3 separate regions of the Anser cygnoides genome follow, and regions 1 and 2 are each linked to region 3. A link is a contact called in public Hi-C data. All regions are on one chromosome and are shown on one strand. Each heading gives the region's core, a stretch centred on a gene start, on an enhancer-like site or on the middle of the called end of the contact. The rest is flanking DNA. Distances are from core to core; before and after follow the strand shown.

The links. A called contact is a pair of places that touch in the nucleus more often than the background predicts.
Region 1: a contact with region 3 is called in a Hi-C map of liver, with 2.4 times the contacts expected there. The contact joins the promoter of ATG4A here to the promoter of SMARCA1 in region 3. A contact is called at or near these places in 4 of 7 Hi-C or Micro-C datasets (granulosa cells and liver).
Region 2: a Hi-C map of liver shows a contact between it and region 3, with 2.5 times the contacts expected there. The contact joins the promoter of RAB39B here to the promoter of SMARCA1 in region 3. A contact is called at or near these places in 4 of 7 Hi-C or Micro-C datasets (fetal liver, granulosa cells and liver).

The regions. Positions count from the first base shown.
Region 1 is chr13:3,076,994-3,079,693 of Taihu_goose_T2T_genome, forward strand. It overlaps ATG4A (autophagy related 4A cysteine peptidase), which reads left to right and starts at 1,424. Exons shown (of 13, transcript XM_048070787.2): 1 at 1,424-1,553; 2 at 2,661-2,700. The coding sequence starts at 1,544. It overlaps PSMD10 (proteasome 26S subunit, non-ATPase 10), which reads right to left and starts at 1,359. Exons shown (of 5, transcript XM_048070789.2): 1 at 1,201-1,359; 2 at 996-1,094; 3 at 1-111. The coding sequence starts at 1,335.
Region 2 is chr13:2,995,353-2,998,052 of Taihu_goose_T2T_genome, forward strand. RAB39B (RAB39B, member RAS oncogene family) reads right to left here and starts at 1,322. Exons shown (of 3, transcript XM_067004896.1): 1 at 279-1,322. The coding sequence starts at 493.
Region 3 is chr13:2,866,790-2,869,489 of Taihu_goose_T2T_genome, forward strand. It overlaps SMARCA1 (SWI/SNF related, matrix associated, actin dependent regulator of chromatin, subfamily a, member 1), which reads right to left and starts at 1,317. Exons shown (of 24, transcript XM_048070691.2): 1 at 1,164-1,317. The coding sequence starts at 1,262.

The sequences.
Region 1 (2,700 bases), core at 174-2,673, 210 kb after region 3:
CGTACAGCCGTTCTGATTGACAGCATTTACGTGAGCACCCTTGTCAAGGAGGGCTTTCACAATTTCATCACGGCCTGCCGAAGCGGCAATATGCAAGGGAGTCCAACCAGCCTGCAGAGATAAGAAGAAAAAAAAAATATTAAAACCAAGAATTTCAGGGGGGAAAAAAAAAACACAATGAAAACATAACCCCAATGCAAAGCAGATTACTTGCTAATCAAATTGCGCATGGTGTTATAACTGCAGAGCTAAATGTGATTGGTATCACCTCAGGTCTGCTTGTATGTCAGCACTACCTGACAGCAGCGAGCAAGTAAATGGCAGAAATCGCTTCTGTTCCCGTTAGGTACAGCACCTTGGGGGGCACCTCACCCCTCCAGACCCAACGGTGTTGCTTTCCAAAGGAGATATTTTGAGAACAAACAAAAGTGGCAGAAAAGGGCATCTAAAAGTTTCTGCAATGCCTTCTATATCCCACCCTCCCATTAAACTAGCAGGACAACGCTTCCTTCTTCAAGGGTGACCTTTAGGATGCTTCACAACATAAATATTTTCTCCCGGACAGTAACAGACCACATCCTCTGGAACCGAGCAATCACTGAGCTTGGGATCTACTCTATAACGCCACCCACAGCAGTGAGAAGCCTTCAAAGTAAGTCCCTCACCATGAGGCACAACATAATGCCCTCCTCAGCACCCCCCCCATTCCTCTCAGATCCTCCATTCCCCTCAGGGCCCCCATTTTTCCCCTCAGCCTTACCCTTCCCCTCAGCTCTCCCTTTCACCCCAGCACCCCCCTTCCCCTCAGCACCCGTTTTTTTCAGACCCCTCCTCTCAGACCCCTCCTTTTCCCCTCAGACCCCTCCTTTTCCCCTCAGACCCCCCCCTTTCACCTCAGACCCCCCCCCTTTCACCTCAGACCTCCCCCCCCTTTCCCCCTCAGACCCCCATTTCTCTCCCCCCCCAGACCCCCGCTCCCTCCCAGCCCCACTCACGTCGTCCTTCTCGCTGACAGGCACCCCGAGCCCCAGCAGCAGGTCAGCGACAGCGGCGTGCCCGGCCGAGCAGGCCCAGTGCAGCGCGGTGCGGCCGGCCTGTGGGGAGGGAGCGGGCGGCGGTCAGCCCGGGGCGCCGAGCGGGGCCGGCTGCCGGGAGCCGCCGCCTCACGGGGCGGGGGGAGAGCCCGCAACCCGCGCTGACCTGGTCGGCCGCCGTGGCCAGGCCCCTGTCGCGCTGCAGCTGGGCGCGCAGCTCGTCCAGGCGCCCGCCGTACGCCATGTTGCACACCGCCACCTCCGACACCGACACCGCGCCCGCCATGGCGCCCGCCGACATCGTCCTCCCACCCTCTCGGCTCGCCCGCGGGGCGTGCTGGGGGTTGTAGGCGGGGAGGGGGGAGGGAGGCGAGGAGCGGCGCCGCGCTCCTCGGGGGGAGGACTACAGCTCCCAGCGTGCACCGCGCGGCTGCTGCCGTGTGCCTCCGTGTCGGGGCGAGGAGGAGGAGGAGGAGGAGGAGGAGGAGGAAGATGGTGGCAGCGGGAGGATGGAGTCAGGTGAGGGGCGGCGAGGGGGGTGCCCGGGGCGCTGCTGAGGTGAATGCGGCGGACTGGGGGGAATTGGGGGAGCTGGGGAGAACTTGGGGGACTGGAGGGAACTGAGGGGGCTGTGGGAACTGGGGAGAACTGGGAAGACTGGAAGGGACTGGGGGGGGGGCAAGGGAGCTATGGGGGAACTGGGGGGGGGGGGGCTGGGGGTAACTGGGGAGACTGGGGGGATTAGGGGAACTGGGGGGGACTGGGGGAAACTGGGAAGGACTGGGGAGACTGGGAGGGACTGGGGGAACTGGGAGGAACTGGGGAGAACTGGGAGAGACTGGGGGTCACTGGTGCTGGTTTGTACGCAAGCGGGGTCCCCCCGTGCTTGCCTGGCAGTCTGCTGCCTATACCACGTATACGTTCTGGACTTGCAGAGCAAATGATGATCGTCATTGCTTTTGCTTTCCACTTACAATTTTTTAGCAGCATTTTAAGGTTGTTATCTAAAAGATAACCATCAAAGGCCCCTTTCGCTCTTCCACCAAATGCTGCTTTAATTATCTAAAAAAAACCAGCCTTCCTTCAGTACTGTCAGTTATCCCCTGTTATTCTACAGCCAGCAACAGATCTAAGGTTGAATACTTTTTTTTTTTTCCTGAAGTGTTTCCAGTCTCTGGCTAGGAAAGCAAAACCCAGCCCCGCTAACACTTTTCACGTGCTTCCCATTAAGCATGGGGCCGTAATCGCTCCGAGCAGCACTGTGTGTGCATCTGATCACGGACACACGAGCCTTGATGCCTGCAGTCCTCCCTTTCCTCATTTCCCTGGGTTATATCTTCCCCTCTCTGCAGTAATCCTGAACTTCTGCTGCCGGCTTCAGTCAGGCTGCTTGTGATCACAGTGTCAGCCATGTTATTCTCTCAGAAGTTGCTGAGGAGCAACATATAAACCAGCCAAGTCATTGGATAGCTCAGCTGTTAAGGGAAAGTGTAAACACAGCTGGCAGCGGGGTTCAGAAGATCCAAAGGCTGCGAAGCTGCAATAGCTCAGTCTAAGAACTCAAAGGTGTGCGTGAAAGGAGGAGGGGACGGAATGGGGTTTGAATGTTCCCGTATTCCTGTTCAGTTTTATCTAGGTATGAAAATCAGATCACTATTTTGTCAGA
Region 2 (2,700 bases), core at 72-2,571, 130 kb after region 3:
CCGAGGGCTGGTCCTGGCCTTTCTGCAGCCGACACCTACCGCAGGGCTTACAAAAACCCGACTGTGTGCTCCTCTGCCCTAGTGAGCCTACACGCAACCGCGGTCCGTGGTGACAACAACAGTCCTGCTCCTCACACTGACGGCTGCCAACAGATAAATAAGCCAATAAACGCAAGCGATAAGGAGCCATGAAATGAAATAAAAAGCGAGGGGTGAGGTTCGCCTCTCCTTTGTCTCACCCGCCGGCAGCAGCGGCCCCGGCCCGCCCCACTCCTCACCGGAACCGCTCCTGGCCGGCCGTGTCCCAGATCTGCAGCTTGATCCTCTTGCCCGGCTCGATCTCCACCAGCCTGGAGAAGAAATCCACGCCCACCGTGGGGTCGGAGATCTGGGCGAAGCGCCCCTCGGTGAAGCGGCGGATGAGGCAGGACTTGCCCACGGTGGAGTCGCCGATGACGATCAGGCGGAACTGGTAGAGCCAGATGGCCTCCATGCTGCCGCCGCCCGCCTCAGCGCCCGCACCGCCACCGCCGCCGCCGCGCCGCCTCCTCCGTGCCGCCCATACCCGACCCAGGGGCGGCCGCCGCCGCCGCGCCGCTCAGGCGGGCCCCGTGGCGCGGCCCGGCCCGCCGCCGCTGCCGCCGCCGGGCTGCGGTGGAGGCGCGGCCGAGGCGCGCTGTAATGGCGGCCGCGCTGCACCGCACTGCCGGGAGGAGCCGCCAGCCCCGGACCGCCGCCGCCGCCGCCGCGGGAGCCGGGCGGGGGCGGAGCGGGGCGGGACCGTGACGGGAGGCCGGGGGGGGCAGCGCTGAGGGGACCCGGGGCTGAGGGGAGCCCGCGCAGGGGGAACGCTGCGCTGAGGGGAGCCCCGGTGGCTGAGGGGAGCCCCGGTGGCTGAGGGGAGCAGGGGTCCAGGCGGACCCCGAATTAAGGGGAAGCGCAGGGCCGAGGCTGCTTCTTCCGAGCTCTTCCCAAAGCGTGAGGGGAGCGGAGCGGGGTGCGCGACGCCTCTACGCGTTTCAAACCTTCCTCTCAGTTTCAGAAATGTAGGGTCCTCACCGCTTGTGAGGAAGCGAGTTGTGTGACTAACGAACTGACGAAACGCAGCACGCACGCATATATCTGCATGCGTATGTGTTTATATGTGAGGCACGTAGAGTCTCAAAACGGAAAATACCTGGAAATTAAACGCCCCAACACCACAAATCTTAAATCCATTTTCCCTCGCTCTGTTCAGCCGTGCTCAGGCCTGCGCAGAGGCGAGGCACACTGCTCAGGAACCCGACAGCAGCACCCTTAGCGCTGTCTGCCATCACGCAGCATTTCCACACATCCCCACACACCCCTCAGCTTTAACGCCCCAAATGTACCTCAGACTTGAAGATCTCAGCCAGAGGCAGCACACGGCACGTCCCGAGCAGGAGTGGTGCCATGCTCGTGGGGTACAGCTCGGTTCAAGCTTCTTCGGCACTTCCAAAGCAGAGCTGTGGTCTCTGGAAGGGAAAATGATCACACATAATTATTAAAAATCTTGACTATATTGTGTGTATTAAGTTAAACAAGCATCAAACTTTTTTTATTATTTAGGAAACATGTTTTTTAATAAATTGATTTCATTAAAGAGCCCTGCCTGCATGACCACTATTGAAATAAATGCATTTGCAGTGACTGTTATACTTCTTTAATCCTCAAAAAAGGGCATTTATATAGGTATGAGCTAGTTAGCCAGCTTGCAAATTGGACGAGGACATCAGAGAGACCACTTCAGGGCTTGGGGAAAAATGGCAAGGAACGTTTTCCTTGAAATATGGTACATTTATTAAAAAACAACCAACCCAAAAGATCCTATTTTACAGTACCTCAGGACAGGAAAGAAAACTGATGAAGCAATCTGCACAGCAACAGAAAAAATATTAAACCTATAAATCCAAGTTACCAGTACATTAACCAATGACTCATTGCCAGCACGGCTTTGTGGGGATCTGTTACATTTAGCTGTATGATTTCTGAGCGTTTGATGCCCATTACTTCAAGCCCACAACAAATTGTGGTTTCTCTGAACCCTTTTCCTTTCGCTCATCCTCCCCACACACTCACCATCTCCCCGGTCCGTTTCTCCAACAGGTTTCAGTGTGGTTTCTCTTCAGATCCAGCGGCTGTTTTTTGGCAGTTTCTGGTGGCTGTGTGGCAGAAGGGGAACCCAGGAGGGGACACCCATCCAGACAGGGTGTCATGGGGGACTTGGCTCACCTGTGGGCGGCTGCTGCAGCGTGAGCCCTGATGGGGAGCAGCTGAAGCACCCTGAGTTTTCCCAGGCTGTGAGGAACCAGGGAGGGCACAGATGGGTGGGATGGTGCCCAGCAGATCTAGATCCCAGTAGGATCTAGAGGAAAACTCTAGACATTCCTGGAGCATCAGGGACCCGTTTTCCCAGCAAATAAACCCACAGGATCCCGTGACACAGACGGTATTTTCATCTCCTCTACCACACGCATACAGACGAACACGCGCTGCGTGACCAGGCAGCCATGAGATTTATTAGCAGCAACAGGGCAGGTAGGAGCAAATGGGATCCTGGGAGAGCCCTTGTTCTGGTACCATTTTAGAAAATGGAAAATCTTGTGTCTGGAAGGGAGAGTAACCTAGATTTGATGCAAAAGCAGGTTTATTGGCAGGGACAGGACGGTGAGCGCCACTAGT
Region 3 (2,700 bases), core at 67-2,566:
CATTAAGTTTATAGGAGTTTTACCCTAACAACTGCAGAATGCATCTTCATCGCTTAAAGGGCCTGTTTAACAGGAAATAGGAAGACTAGCAAAATCCTCGCTGCAAACAATTAAAGCAGCAAAAGAGGACTCTTGCTTTTAACTCATTTTGTTCGTGGAGCTGGCTGGTAACAGCCTGCTTCTACCGCAGAAAAGTCTTCCATGACAGATGAAACCCTAGATATGAGCCCCCTGAGAAATGGTGCCATTTAAATCCTCACAATAAACAGGACCATGCAACAGCTTCCAAAATAACAGACCTCAGCTGCTTCAAGGATCCAAAATACTTCACCTTGAAACCTCTGCCAACCAGCCTAAGCAGAGCTACCAGCTCCCAGCAGCGATGTAAAGCAGTGAAAGGGGCCAGGAGCTCAACAGGCTGCATATTAACATTATTATCATGCAGGTTCCTAACTGTGTAGTACCCAGCGGGCCTGTGGCCCAGCTGAAGTGAAATTCCATGGTCAAAGTAAGAACTCAACGAGCACTCACCAACACTTTCCCTTAAGAAACATGATGACCACCATGGCACAGTAGCACAACGTTGGTAATATTCTAAACCATTAACTGCTTTCAATTGATTTATAGAGAACCTCTGAACATTTAATACTCTTTTTGTATCAGTTAAGATAAAATCTTGCAGAATAAGCTGCAGGCTCGTACAGAAACCCTTAAACTTTTTCCTCCCCTTAACATTGCTACAGCATATTCCATAACCCTTCCCGCACCAAGGTAACGAAACACAGGATTTGGCATCCCTTTGGGGCAGAAGGTGACTTCCACTAGCTGGAATTTCGGCCCTGACCCCGTAACACCAGCACTTCCCGCAGGTTTCTGCGGCAGGCAGGGCACACGACCACTGCCCATAAGGCAGCGCCCGCAGCATCCATCCCTCGGGCCGAGCCCCGCTCCGCTTCCAAGGACACCCGACCACGACCCCCGGCACCTCACCGGGGGTCCTGCCGCGACCCTTCCCCAGAAAGTAAAAATAAAACGGGACCGGGAGGAGGCCGGCGGCCGCCCTCGCCCTGCCGAGGGGCTCAACCCGAGGAGCGGCACCGAGGGGAGCAGCCCGGCCGCCGCCCCACACCCGCCCGGGGCTGCCCCCGACCCCGCAGCGGTACCTCCTCGGAGCCGGGCTCCTGCGCAGCGGAGGTGGAGGGCACCTCGCCGTCCGAGCGGGTGGCCGCAGGCACTCCGGGGCTACCGGGGCCGGGATCCATTTTGTGCGCGGCCCCTCCGCCCCCAAAACGCGGCGGCTCCGCCCCGCGCAGGCCTCGCGAGGCTTCCGTGAGAGGGGCAGGGGCCTGCGGGGGGTCCCCGGGCTTGGATGGGGGTCCGCGGGCCGGGAGCGGCGGTGTCCCCCGTGCAGGTCTCAGTGCTTCTGTCTGAGGCTCTTCCTCGGTGCTGGAGCCCTGTGGAGGCGGCAGGTGTGTGATAAGGGGTGGCCCAGGCCGTGCCCCAGGAGGAGAGCCGCCTCTTCATGCCTTCAGGGCTAATGTGTGTCCTAAAGCGCGGGCCCTATAGCAGGTGTAGCTTGTAGGGAGAATAAAGATTTATGTTTCCTGAAGGCCTGCCTCGTTCAGCAGTGTGTGTGTCTGATGGTGGAAATGGCACTAATGGAGCAGCTCCGGATGGCTCCTCACGCAGTGTGTCCGGATTGCCAGCTGCTGAGCTGCAGTTTTGTTCGTGCTGCTGAAGGAAACCCAAAACAGCCCTTGGGACGCCACACAGAAAAAAATGAAAGCTTCAAATTGGGTGTTTTACCCAATGACTACTCACAAAGGCAATACTGCAAGCTTTTTGTCCACAGAAAGATCAAACCCCAGCCCTGTAGGCAGAGTGAGGCATAATTGTTTTCTCCTAATAACAAGCCCAGCAGCTCATCAAGATCTTCCTGCATAAATCAACAACTGAGCTGAACAAACGGGCTGTGTGGCTCATGCACTGCGTTTAGACAGACCTCAGAGACGTCTCTTCTATATATACCTTGATTCCAATCAAAGGTGCAATTTGTGAAGCATTGCTCTGCAGTTCTGAACTGATCCTATGACCGCCTGATTATTCTGAAATGGAGCGTCTCATCTAAGTGATGGTTCCACATACAAAATTTAAGCCCCAAACTCTCATTTTCCCTGTTGTGAGACATCTGCAAAACAGTGCTCTTCCAAATTACTTAGCACCCTATTGCCATCTGCCCCTGTTGCATAGTTTGCAACAGGACAAGGCCCACAGCACCTGCAGTAGCCCTTCCATCTGATTCATTTACAAAGGCTTTGGGAAGTACATTTTTCTTAGCACAATTGAGACGAGTGACATGACTGGTTTTTAGAGAGTAATCCAAATAGCTTTTCCAAGCAGGGCTCTCTAGAAAATGAAGCTTAACATCAGCGATGCAAAAGGTCTTTAAGGTGGGAAAATTCCAGTCTCTGATGCATTAGTTCTTAGACTTTACGGAAAATAGCCTACTAACTGTTTTTTAATATCTGGCTTTCCTACTGCAGTTTCAAATGCTTGTAGCTTCTGTTTATACAAAACACTCTCAAGTGTTTCTCACAGCTTGCTTTTTACTTGCAATTCACAGGAATATTATGTGCTGTACAAAACAGTCACGGTGCTGCTTTCATGAAAGATCCCCTTTGGATATTTTTTTGCTTGTGT